Regions from separate parts of the Gasterosteus aculeatus genome. Here region 2 is linked to region 1. A link is a contact called in public Hi-C data. All regions are on one chromosome and are shown on one strand. The core of a region is the stretch at or near the end of the contact, and the rest is flanking DNA. Distances in the headings are between cores, read along the strand shown.

Region 1 (5,483 bases), core at 757-3,256:
GGAGGACAGCAGCATGGTTCATCCATCGGGCGGGTCCTTAGCTCTGTTGCCCTGAGCGTCCTCAGAGAGCAGCTGTCAAACAAAAGCCATCTGAGACCGCAGCCGCCCGGAATACAAAGTCAAACCAAAAATGAGCTTACAATCACTTTTAGTGCCAATCTGATTTTGCAAATGTTGTGCAAAAATATTCGAGCAGGTGAATTGGTGCTTTGATATTAGCTATTCATTTAAACACATGGCTGTGGGCTCTGGCAGCTGGAGCTGTTTATTGTTTAGTGTGTGGTCCGCTGCAAACGGGCAACAGATGAACAGAGGAGAGACGACAGACGGACAGGAGGACGGGACGAAGCTGGAGGAAGAAAGCGGAGGAAGGAAGGAGGACAGGGGATCCTATCCACAAGATTATAGTGTTCATGGCATCTGGACAGTTGTTTGGCTAAGGAGCACATGTTCATGTGTATTGTGAGCATTTGTGTGTGTGTGTGTGTGTGTGTGTGTGTGTGTGTGTGTGTGTGTGTGTGTGTGTGTGTGTGTGTGTGTGTGTGTGTAGTGCCTCAGGGACACACCTGGAGTGTTGCTATTTAGCGTTTCAACTCGGCCTGGCCGTTGTACATTCACCGGCCTCTGCTTCCCATGACTCCCTTCGTCGCGCCTCGGGGCAGGTCACAGAGCGTCTTCGCCAGCAGGTGAACAGCATTAAAATTTCCATCAGAGCGACAGAACAAAGCGTTGGCAGTTACAGACGAAACGTAATGATAAATCAGAATGTCAGAAGTGCCCGCTTCAAAATCCGGTGCCTCCACGTGCCTCTGAACATGACTCAGCCTTCGACGGAGCTGGCGGGCCAGAAGCTAAAGGCGCTAACGGCGCAAACAACAGCAAGAATGCTGACAGAGCAAGAAGTGTTTGACTTTGTTTGAGGGGAACTGGAGGATGCGTGGCGGAGGCTACTACACTACTTCTTTCAAAAGCAATTAAAATTGTCGCTACATTAATGCTCGGAATGTCATTTTGAAAACCTTTTAGAAGAAGAGTTTTGCTTTACGAGAAATGCACTTTCTCGCTTCCTTGTTTGAGAGTTAGCTTTTAAATCGAGCAAACGAGCCACAGTTTGTTATTTTGTGAGCTTTGGAGTTGCTTTGAAAAAATGAAGACTGTTTTCAGTCTGAATGCAAAGCTAAGCTAATCACCCCCTGTCTGCTTGATATTTAACAAGCAAACATCAAAGTGGAATCAATCTTTTAATCTCACTCTCAGCTAAATTAAATGTAAAAATAAATCCCAGAATGTCCAACTATTCCTCCACAAAAATGTTGACTGAGAGCACCGATAGACTCAGATGTCCTACATGTGATTTGCAGAAGAACATATTGGACATGATACAGATGTAAAACCTCTGCAGCCATCTAGAAACAATTTGGAGACGTGACAATTCGTGTCCAATGGACTCACATAAATCAAAGTAAGCACTCAGACAATAGCGTGAAACAAAATAATGTTATTTTAAGATGTATATCGACATATACCAATAGTCAGGTAAGGCTTAGATACATCTTCTTATTGAATTGAATGAGTCCAAACTTTTGACTGGTACTATACATTTTCACATGAGCCGAAACATCACATCTGTCGACCGGAAGGCTTCTTTTGTAAAACTCCAAGAAAGTCGTCTTCAGTCGAGGTGAAAACCGGTGTGATGGTGCCTTCAACATCGGAGGTCGCAGCGCAGCGCACCTGCTGCGAGCGCATTTTTTACCATTTCCATGCAAGTCAAACCCGCAACGACCAAGTGGCTCCTTTTAGAAAAGTGCATTCGGGATATTTGAAGCCGGATTTAAACCTGTAGGTTGCCAGCGGAGGTTTTTTGCGCAGAGGGACCGTCTCCCCCCCCCCCATCTCTCCCTCTATTCTGGATGAAGCGGGGCACGGGGAAGGGTCGGGACGAGGAGGAATAGCCGGAGGGGGGATGGCTGAATAACGAGGAGAGAAACACCCACTCCGGACTCACCGAATTGTATCCGGAGCGAACGAGTGGGAGAAAGAGAAGAAAGAGAGGAGGAGCGAGAAGGAAGAGGAACCAGCGGTCTTTGGTATTCAGAGGATTTCTTTGGGGATAAAGGCACGCTTGGAATCGATGACCGGAGAGGTAAAGGTGATTTCATTCGTTATGCGCAGCGTTGGAGCGTTTGAACGCAACGTCTTAATTTGAATGAATCGGATAGTTTGCCCCAAATCGCACAGAAAAACTAAATGTGAACCATTTAGCAGCACTTACACGCCGATGAATGAAGATACGGTCAGTGATTCCAACTTGATTTCATTTGGCTAAAGACAGTTTTTCCAAGAATGAAATCGGTGCGTGCGTCTACTGTCTCGTATTGTGATTAATTGAGAATGTCTGGAAATCATTTTCCGCAAATAGCATTTAAGAGCACACAAATTGAGCAAATAGACTGCTTAATTTTATTGAAGACTGCGCCTTCTCCTGGTTTCCATTAACCAATTAACCAATTGCAAAGTTACACAAACTGACCAAAAAACAACAACAAGGAGTTTCCACTGGGCTGCAATTTGCATTCATCTTGCATCACTTGAGTAAAGAGATATACATTTTTAATTGAGCGTCACTCTGAGACTTTCCAATCACAATCTCATTTGTGTGTGTTGGAGAGCGACTAAAAGGCAGAATGGTTTCTGTTTAATCTTTCTCATTTCCCTCTCCGTGTCCCGAGGCTTTTGACACTCTGAATGAAAGGAGCCTGCTTTCATTTCAATACCTCAGGGTTTCCTCCAGATAATTCAGACCAGGTAAAACTTTCTCGCTCAGGCTGTTCTATTCGAACCACTGTCCGCGTGCGTGATGAGTGTCTCCATGTGTCCGTCCCCAGTGTGTAATAATAAGGGGCCTGCAGAGGAGGCGAAGACAAAAGTGAAGGAGGTGAAAGGAGGAGATGGGATATAGAGAGAAGAGGAGATGATCTGTTGTCTTTGCTCTTGTGGTTTGGGAAACGGGTCTCGTGGAATGTTTCCTGACTTGACTGTCAATCAAACTACTCCCTCCCTGTCTGTCCATCACTGTTTGTTCTCCATCTTTCCCCACCAGCTCCTGTTCATTTATCCTCCCCTCGTCCCTCTAACAATGTCCTCCTCTGTGTTCCCCGGTGTGGGCGGCAGGCTCAACCGCTGCTCTGCGGTCGGTCTAGACCGTCAAACTGCTGCTCTGTACTCGTATCAAAGTGGAAATTAGACGGGAGTTAACTGATTCCAGATCAGCGGTATTTGGGCGGGGTGGGTTTTCTGGACCCACAGAGCCTCTCTTCAGCTAAATGTCAGAAATCCCCCCCTTTCTTTCTGTCCAACTGCACTGTACCTCTTTGCTTTGCATCTCCTCCTTTCTTTCAGCATAATCCTCCTCTCTCCGTGCAGGTCTAAGCTGCTGATTGTGAGGATGGTGTCAGCGGGGCAGATTAGGTGGTGCTCGTGGACCCCACTGGTGTTACTGGTCCTGATTTCCCATTTGGCGCAGGGTCAAGGTAAGGACCGTCTCCTCTTGTCCGGTCTCTGCTGCACAATCTTCCCATCCCACGTCCATGCCCCTCCCCGTCTCTTCCGCCGCCTTCCTAGTGAGCATTTTTCAGTCCACTCCAACTTTTCTTTGCTTTTAAGTCTCCATTTGACACCTTCACCACACTGTGTCTGTCCTCACTCTTCCCTCCTCCCTCCCCTCACCTCCCCGCCCTCCCGGGCCTCCATGTTCCCTTCCCTCACCTGAACTCTCTGTGTCCTCTCCTCCACTGTTTAAACGCCACTCCTCCCTTTGCTGTCTCTCATGTTTGACGCGTAGCCTCGGGTTAAATCACGCCCGTGATCGTCCGCATGTCATCGTGCCAATTTTACGCCGGCAGCACGGCAACGCTTGCAACCCCGCTGCCGACGCTGCCACCTTTCAGGGGGGGGGGCTTTAATTAACGTGTTGTTCAAGCTGTGATGATTTGCAGCTCGATGTGCTGCTCAGTAGATAACGCTCCAGTGTGCTTTCAGATCAACCTCATTCCTCAGCAGGCCTGATTTCACCACACTGACTCCCATCAAAAAGTGGGCTGCTGTCTCTCTGTTTTTAGGTCATGGAAGTTAAAAATCTGGACGCGGGCTTGACAAGGAACACACATGTTAGTTACAGTTTTAACCGTAACATACTTCACGTGTCACAAGAGTGTTAGAATATCACAGTTGTGTGTGTTTTTCTGAAGGAAACTCCTGCCGCTCCTCTCTGTTAATACAATCAGCCTTAGAGCTTAAGCCACACTACCCAGTAATCCTTCGTTATCATGTGTTGACCAGGAGGTTTCCTTATTTAGTGATGGATGTCCAAGGCTGATGTTTCAACAACGTCTGAGAAAATTATTATTCCAACAAATCGGTCCGGGGAATCTTTCTTTACCTCTAGATAGACATAATATGAAATGACCCCAAGGGACACTTTTAACATTTAGCTGTGTGTGTGTGTGTGTGTGTGTGTGTGTGTGTCTGTGTGTGTGTGTGTGTGTGTGTGTGTGTGTAGCTCACATTCCTTCCAGGATGTGGAGTTAGAGGTGCAGAGAAGCAGCAGGTCCTGTTTAAAGGAATGCTACTGATAGACATGAACTGAAAATAGTTTTTCTAAGCTGCTCAAAATAATCCACGCATGGCACAAATCTGAGGGGATCTGCGTGTGGCTGCTTTTATTTATATTGACAGTGGAAGTCCTTAATGAACAGTGATTGATTTGAAATGAAAGAAGGGCTTTTCTGGTATCTCGTGTCTTTCTCTGCATTGGGTTCTGACTCTTTGTTTCTCTGCTCGTCTTTCTTCTGTGCTCTCTCCCTGTATCCTCCTTGCTTTGCTTCTCGCCGGATATTTTTCTCATTCTCTGTTTACTCCTTCTCCTTTTCTCTTTGAACACTATATTTCAAATTTGAATTTCAAGACATGTTTTTCACCGGCGGCAGACAGAAATTAGACGTGAGACGGGAGTGTGACGGCATAAATTAGGCTGGGATTTGATCCCAGTGAATCACAGCAGAGCGTGGATGACATCCCAGACACCATGGGTGCGTGCTCGGCTAAATTCCTTCATTAAGGAGCACGTGACAGGCATCTTTGCCCAGTCTGTCTCTCTGTAAACTGCAACATCTGGTCCCAGAGGATTTTAGCTCAAAGATCACTGTCTGTTTTACCCATGGCGAATGTTTGTATATACAACACCAGTGTCTGGCTATCGTCCGGAACTCCCACAACCAAACAGTGCACTGTTAGTTTGGGAGGGATTTCCTCCACAAGGAATTAAAAATATATGATGATACGTCATTCAAACCTAATCAGCTGAATATAAGACACTATAAGGCCAAGAAATGTTATTTAATTGGGGTATAATTTCTTTCTAATAAAGGAATTATATATTGATTGATTTCCACAAATCATCTTTGCAAACACAAGTTATTTAT
Region 2 (5,483 bases), core at 1,199-3,698, 85 kb after region 1:
CGGTTGCAGTTGATTAAGTCGTTCATAAAAAGAACAAGTTTTTGTTTTAATCTTCGAGCCTCAAGTTATTTAAATTTTAAAAAGTAAGAAGTCCAGAGGAAAAATCGATAGAACTGCTAATAACTTTATAACCCAAAAGTTGTGGAACAGTGTTTTAATGTATCATCTATAACTATAGCTCAGATGAATGTTGTGCAATGATGAATTGCAGTATAATAGATGAAGGTATGAATTAGCATTAGTGAAAATGAGTTGTACTTGTCAGAGAAAGATGAGATGTGCATTTGAGTTTTATGTGCATCTCTTTGTGTCCTTCCAGGTCTTTTGGGTGAGAAGGGAGAAAGAGGGAGTCCAGGAATTGGAAGTCAGGGACCCCGAGGACAATCCGGACCTCCAGGTAAGATACTTACAAACCTATTCACATGTTGTGATGCTCAATGAGTTTGAAAAGCCAACTGAATCCGCATGTTGCTCAAATATAATTAGGACGCGCTGTAGCAGAATATTCTGGACATTTCTTTGTGGTGTTTTCGGACTGCAACCAAGCTGGAGCTAAAACATGAAGATGTTTTTTCCCATTTTGTACCCTCTGTAAACCAAAAGCAAAAAAGTTTCAAATATTTAAACAACATAATTGCACAGAAAGCCATTGAAATCTTCATCCGCGTTATTCTCTTGTTAAATCGCCGTCCGAGGGCAGCGAGCACGTTTTGGAGCGCGATGTAATTCGCTGTGTTGACTTCCCTGTGTGAAGTTTGGGGGTTCATGTTTATTATGTCAGTTATGAGATTCACTGTTTACTGTTGTGTGATCAACACTCACAAGCCACAGAAACTTTTCTGTTGTCGGATAACTGCCGAATGAATAATAACACTTCAATATATGAAAGAGGAAATGTTCCCTGAGAGAAATGTACCGGGCAAAGCTCTCCGTCTCCGTCTCTTCTCTGTGCTTTTCTGGAACATTTGTGGGATAACAATTTTAGCTCTTGGCAAATGAAACTGCCCTCAAAGTATTGATTTCATAGTTCAGCTGACTGCTGAAGTGAGTCCTGATGAAGCACTTTCTCTTGTGTAAAAAAAAAAGGCAGAAGCCTCTGGCTAAAAACGGTGTAATTTCTACTTTTACCCTGAGGCCATGAGCTATTATCTCCCTCATCCAGAAAGGACAATCACGTCTTTTCTGCCATGTTGTCACAGGAGCACAGAGAGGGATTTAGCGGAGATGGAAGAGGCGATATTACAGTGACAGGATGTGGCCCGGCACATTTTTTACTTTATTTTCCTTACCTCTCGTTCTCTGCCCTGGCAGAGTTGTTTTAATGAATATTCATTGGTGACTGATTTAATGCACTCGGCCTTCTTCGACGCCTTGTCCCCCATCCTCAGGCCTGCCGGGTGAAGGACGGACAGGCAGCCAGGGCCCCCCCGGGCGGCCCGGTAATACTGGAACACCGGGCAGGACGGGGAACCCAGGTGCCCCCGGGGCCGCCGGCCCACCAGGGTACTGTGACCAGAACTCCTGTCTGGGCTACAACGTCGGAGGTGAGCACTATTTGAACTCGCCTTATTTTAGTATGACAGGGTTTTAAAACAATATAATGTACTCGTGATGTGAATATGTATAGTTACATCGCAGTTGTTTTCAAACAATTAACTTCTATTTGCACCTTCAGCATACTGTGGAGCGCACCGTTATGTATTAATAATTTAAAAGACTTTATTCTTGCTAGTCTTGTCCTAATTTCTAAATGGAACCATTATAGATCAAAACAATATATATATTGTTACTTTTCCTGCAGAAAATTGTATCTAAAAGCACACATAGGGTCATCAGGTCATGTTCCTTAAACAAAAATACAATTTTGACAGGAAACTCTCCCCAAAACCGTCAAAACACACGTAATTATCATTTCTTTAGACTATCTGGGCCAGTATGTTCTTTTGCAACTGAGCATTGACTTGAATATCTTGCAGTATAAATTAAGAAAAGATGGTTTTCAACGGCATAGGTTAGTATGAAAAAAAAGTGGCAGTCTGTGAAGTCATGGAAGAGCCCTCACGTGGTGGGACGGCCCGTAGCCGACCCGTTAAAGTAACTGCTGCGAGTTCTTACTGAGCGGCCCGGGTTAGAATTCAACCCACTGCTCTTTGCCAATGGTCGTCCTCTCTCTCCTCTTGACGCCAATTTCACCGTCTGACAAAGGCAGAAGTGTGTAGTGTGAACATCGCAAAGCGCTGCCACGTCGTTGTTCCAGCAGCGGATGTTTGCGATATCCTGGATGGATTGCCGGAGGGGGGGGGTTTGATGGTCTTCTCAGCTGTCCCGACCATTCCTTGCAGGGTTTTCTGGTCATAGACGTTCCATCTCCTCACTGTAAGGCAGCTGCTTGTCCTCCCTGAGGAGCCTCAGCGCTGTGTCCTCCGCGCTCTTTATGAGTTGCGTCACATCAGAGTAAACATTAGTGAACTCTGTGCTTGGTTTGACCAGAGTTCAGTGAGATGTTTAAATAGAACGTTATAATATAGCACATGTTGAACATGTAAATATACAAAATATAGAACTTCATAAATAGTATAGTATGTTATAGTATGTAATTCAAGTGTTTGTATAGAATTCCTCACAAAATAGAATAGTATAAAACCATTTGTTTTTTGTATAAAGGTATGTTCTAGTATCTTGCAAGAATAATATGGAAGGTTATAAAAACTCAAAAGGTCTTTGAAATTGCATAAAAAAACACATTTGTGGTCATATAATTGGTCAAAATTGATATTAAGTCTTAACAAAGTTCATCACAAAATAAACTTTGTCATAAAAAATATAGTACATCACAAAAATGTCATTTAAAAAGCCACCAAAGGTTTAAACACTTTTTTTAATGTTATATTAGTCATAACAAATGTTACATGTCCACTAAAATTAAAGGTATGGACCACTTTGCATGTAATTAAAGCTGTTCACGTACTGGTTGGTTGATGAAATATTAAATTCTATTTTATCTCCATGTCAGAGAAATAATTTCTCAAAATATATTTCAACTTAACATATATTTTAGTGTTGCTGTATACACACTATTAATCACATTCAAATGAGTATTCATGGCGTAATGAGGTGCAGTTATTTAACATAACTGTGAATAATGACTGAGTCCGTTTTTGTCACAGGGGATGTTATGTGTGTGTATTCTCTGTACTCTCTGAATTCTGTGTTGGAAATCTTTATTTGCACTTTCTCCACTGCAGAAAGAGAAATATAGATTTGGCACACGTTCCTTCCTTGCAAAAGTTTTATTTGAATGTCTGAATGCAATAATAATATTTATACTAGCTAAATGTTTTATAAGAACCTCTCAGGGTTTGTGTATTTCCTTCCTCCAAAAGAGAGCAACGGATTTAAACACTAATGTGCAACCTAACAGCTGTGGAAGTTATGTTAGTGGGGATTCACAGGTTTAACTCTTTGGTTTGTTAGTGGGGATTCACAGGTTTAACTCTTTGATTTGTTAGTGGGGATTCACAGGTTTAACTCTCTGGTGTCGTTGGGTTTTCTTGCTCGTATGAGGTGTAAAATCTTCTTTCTTCCCCTTCCCTCTGTCTCGTTCTCTTCTGGACTGAAGTTCAACAGGACTATGGGAATGATTATTGAGGAACATCCTTCGACCGTCCTCTGCTCACCTTCCTCCGCTCTGTGCCCTTCACATATGACTACAAACTGAGAAGAATTGATAAATCATCCCTTTGTTCTCCATATTTATTGGAATGGTTCATTAATCGTGACCCCGGTGGTTAACCTCTAATCCCACATTTTGTTTCTCCAGAAAACAATTTCCTTATTCATTCTTGCTGATTCTTTTGCAAAATGATCTGGAATTTCTAAGGCGACTAATCTAACAAGCATCCATTGACTTTCAGTCACACGATGATTCATTGCCATGAACAGACAATGGATCCACTTCCACCATCAGTTAACATTCTTGATAGAATTTAATTGTTAATCTGGCTTCTTCATCATTTGACAGTCTGTGAGACAAAAACAGATAAGCTTTCCTTCCCCCACGACCAAACAAAACCCCATTAAGCTGCTGCAATGATGACCACCACTGATCTCTGTGGCATCTGTCCACAAACACTAGCGTACACAATGGTTTGCTGCTGCAGTCACTGATGGATCAGCTTAATAGGGATGAATTGCTTTGAGGCTAATTCGGTACGTTCATTACTGAACAACTGTCCATCTCATCTACTGTAGACTGGGCAACGGTTTGCTCCTAATGTTACCCAGATGTCATCGTTTTGGGGGGCAATATGGGGTTGAAACCAGATCTCATTAACCCACTTCACCACTTCACGTTCATTAACGTAAACCTTTGGAATCAAATGTACCTGTGCAACTTTTGACTTGTTTTTGTAACATTTCAACTGCATTGTTATTGCTTTTAAAGAAACAGTGTTAGCGTTCAAGGTGGTTCCAGTCCCAATGTCACCTTTCCAACTGTTCCCCAGTGGTGGTGGTTTTATGTCAGCTCCGGTGATCCCGAAACATTCACTCAAAATGAATCTAAATATTCCCAACACCTCAGTCCAACCCCTTCCTCACGCCGGCGTGCAGCCCCACAATCAGCCGCACAACCCTGCTGCAGAGGCTTATGACCATGGAGGAGAGGATGAGGAGGAGGAGGAGGAGGAAGAAGAGCAGGACCCCTATTACCGGGGTTACCCCCGTCAGTACTACCCCCAACAACCCTCCCAACTGGCTCACGGGCACAACGGTTACCACTCAAGCCCCACCCACTCCGAGGACACGGAGGTGAGGTCGCCGGGCATCGCCAGGAGGTTTCCACGTGGCGCGTGAACGAGGAGAGGACTTGTGAAAGGAATTATGGACACGCCTCAAGTGCTTGAGCCCCCGCACGCCACAACGTACACGCTGATGCCCATACATGGAAACAGATCACACTTTGCCCGCCCCCTCCTTGTGCATCTAGTGGTTTTCTCCACTTGGTGAAACAATGTAAATAGCTCTGTGGACTTGTACAATAACTCTGTAAAAGGGGTGTCTGAGAAGTGCCTGATCTATGTTAGCATCGTCCAGTCGTAATGTAAAGGTAAGATCAGTTTTTTTCCCGCCTCACAGCTGATTTCAGGACTACGCCCTTCTCTCTGTGTGAAGCTGCATGTCCCCTTTGAGCCAAACAAATGTATTACTTTCGCAAACATTTTATTTTCCATTCAGAACATCTAGCTAGCATCCCACTTTGTGGACCAGGTGCGTTCTGGGTTTTAATACTTGTGATGAAGAGAAATCGGTGTCGTTTCCCCGTATGTTTTGATTTTATTGTTCTTACGCAAAGTTGGGCCTGCTCACTGTGGAAGCTGTCTAGTCACTGGTCGACCTCTGACTTCTTGCTGGAATGAGACTTGAATCCAGTTATTATGAAAATCCCTCTGCTGCTTCTCAGTGAAACCAACAAGGACTGAACC

Evidence for each region. Hi-C and Micro-C count contacts between places; a contact is called where the count stands out from the background.
Region 2: a Hi-C map of tail fin shows a contact between it and region 1, with 2.1 times the contacts expected there. The contact joins the enhancer-like site here to the promoter of LOC120810076 in region 1. A contact is called at or near these places in 4 of 6 Hi-C or Micro-C datasets (skeletal muscle, tail fin and whole body).

Annotation. Positions count from the first base shown.
Region 1 is chr20:12,046,059-12,051,541 of fGasAcu3.hap1.1, forward strand. LOC120810076 (collagen alpha-1(XIV) chain) reads left to right here and starts at 2,007. Exons shown (of 48, transcript XM_078095299.1): 1 at 2,007-2,146; 2 at 3,427-3,533. The coding sequence starts at 3,449.
Region 2 is chr20:12,130,858-12,136,340 of fGasAcu3.hap1.1, forward strand. It overlaps mrpl13 (mitochondrial ribosomal protein L13), which reads right to left. Exons shown (of 8, transcript XM_078095298.1): 8 at 1,696-2,430. It overlaps LOC120810076 (collagen alpha-1(XIV) chain), which reads left to right. Exons shown (of 48, transcript XM_078095299.1): 46 at 320-397; 47 at 1,389-1,544; 48 at 4,583-5,483. The coding sequence ends at 4,854. Among protein-coding and RNA genes, the nearest start is that of mrpl13, 11 kb to the right of the region's middle. Within about 2 kb of position 2,449, at least 1 of the 9 cell types and tissues checked has open chromatin away from gene starts, as enhancers often do.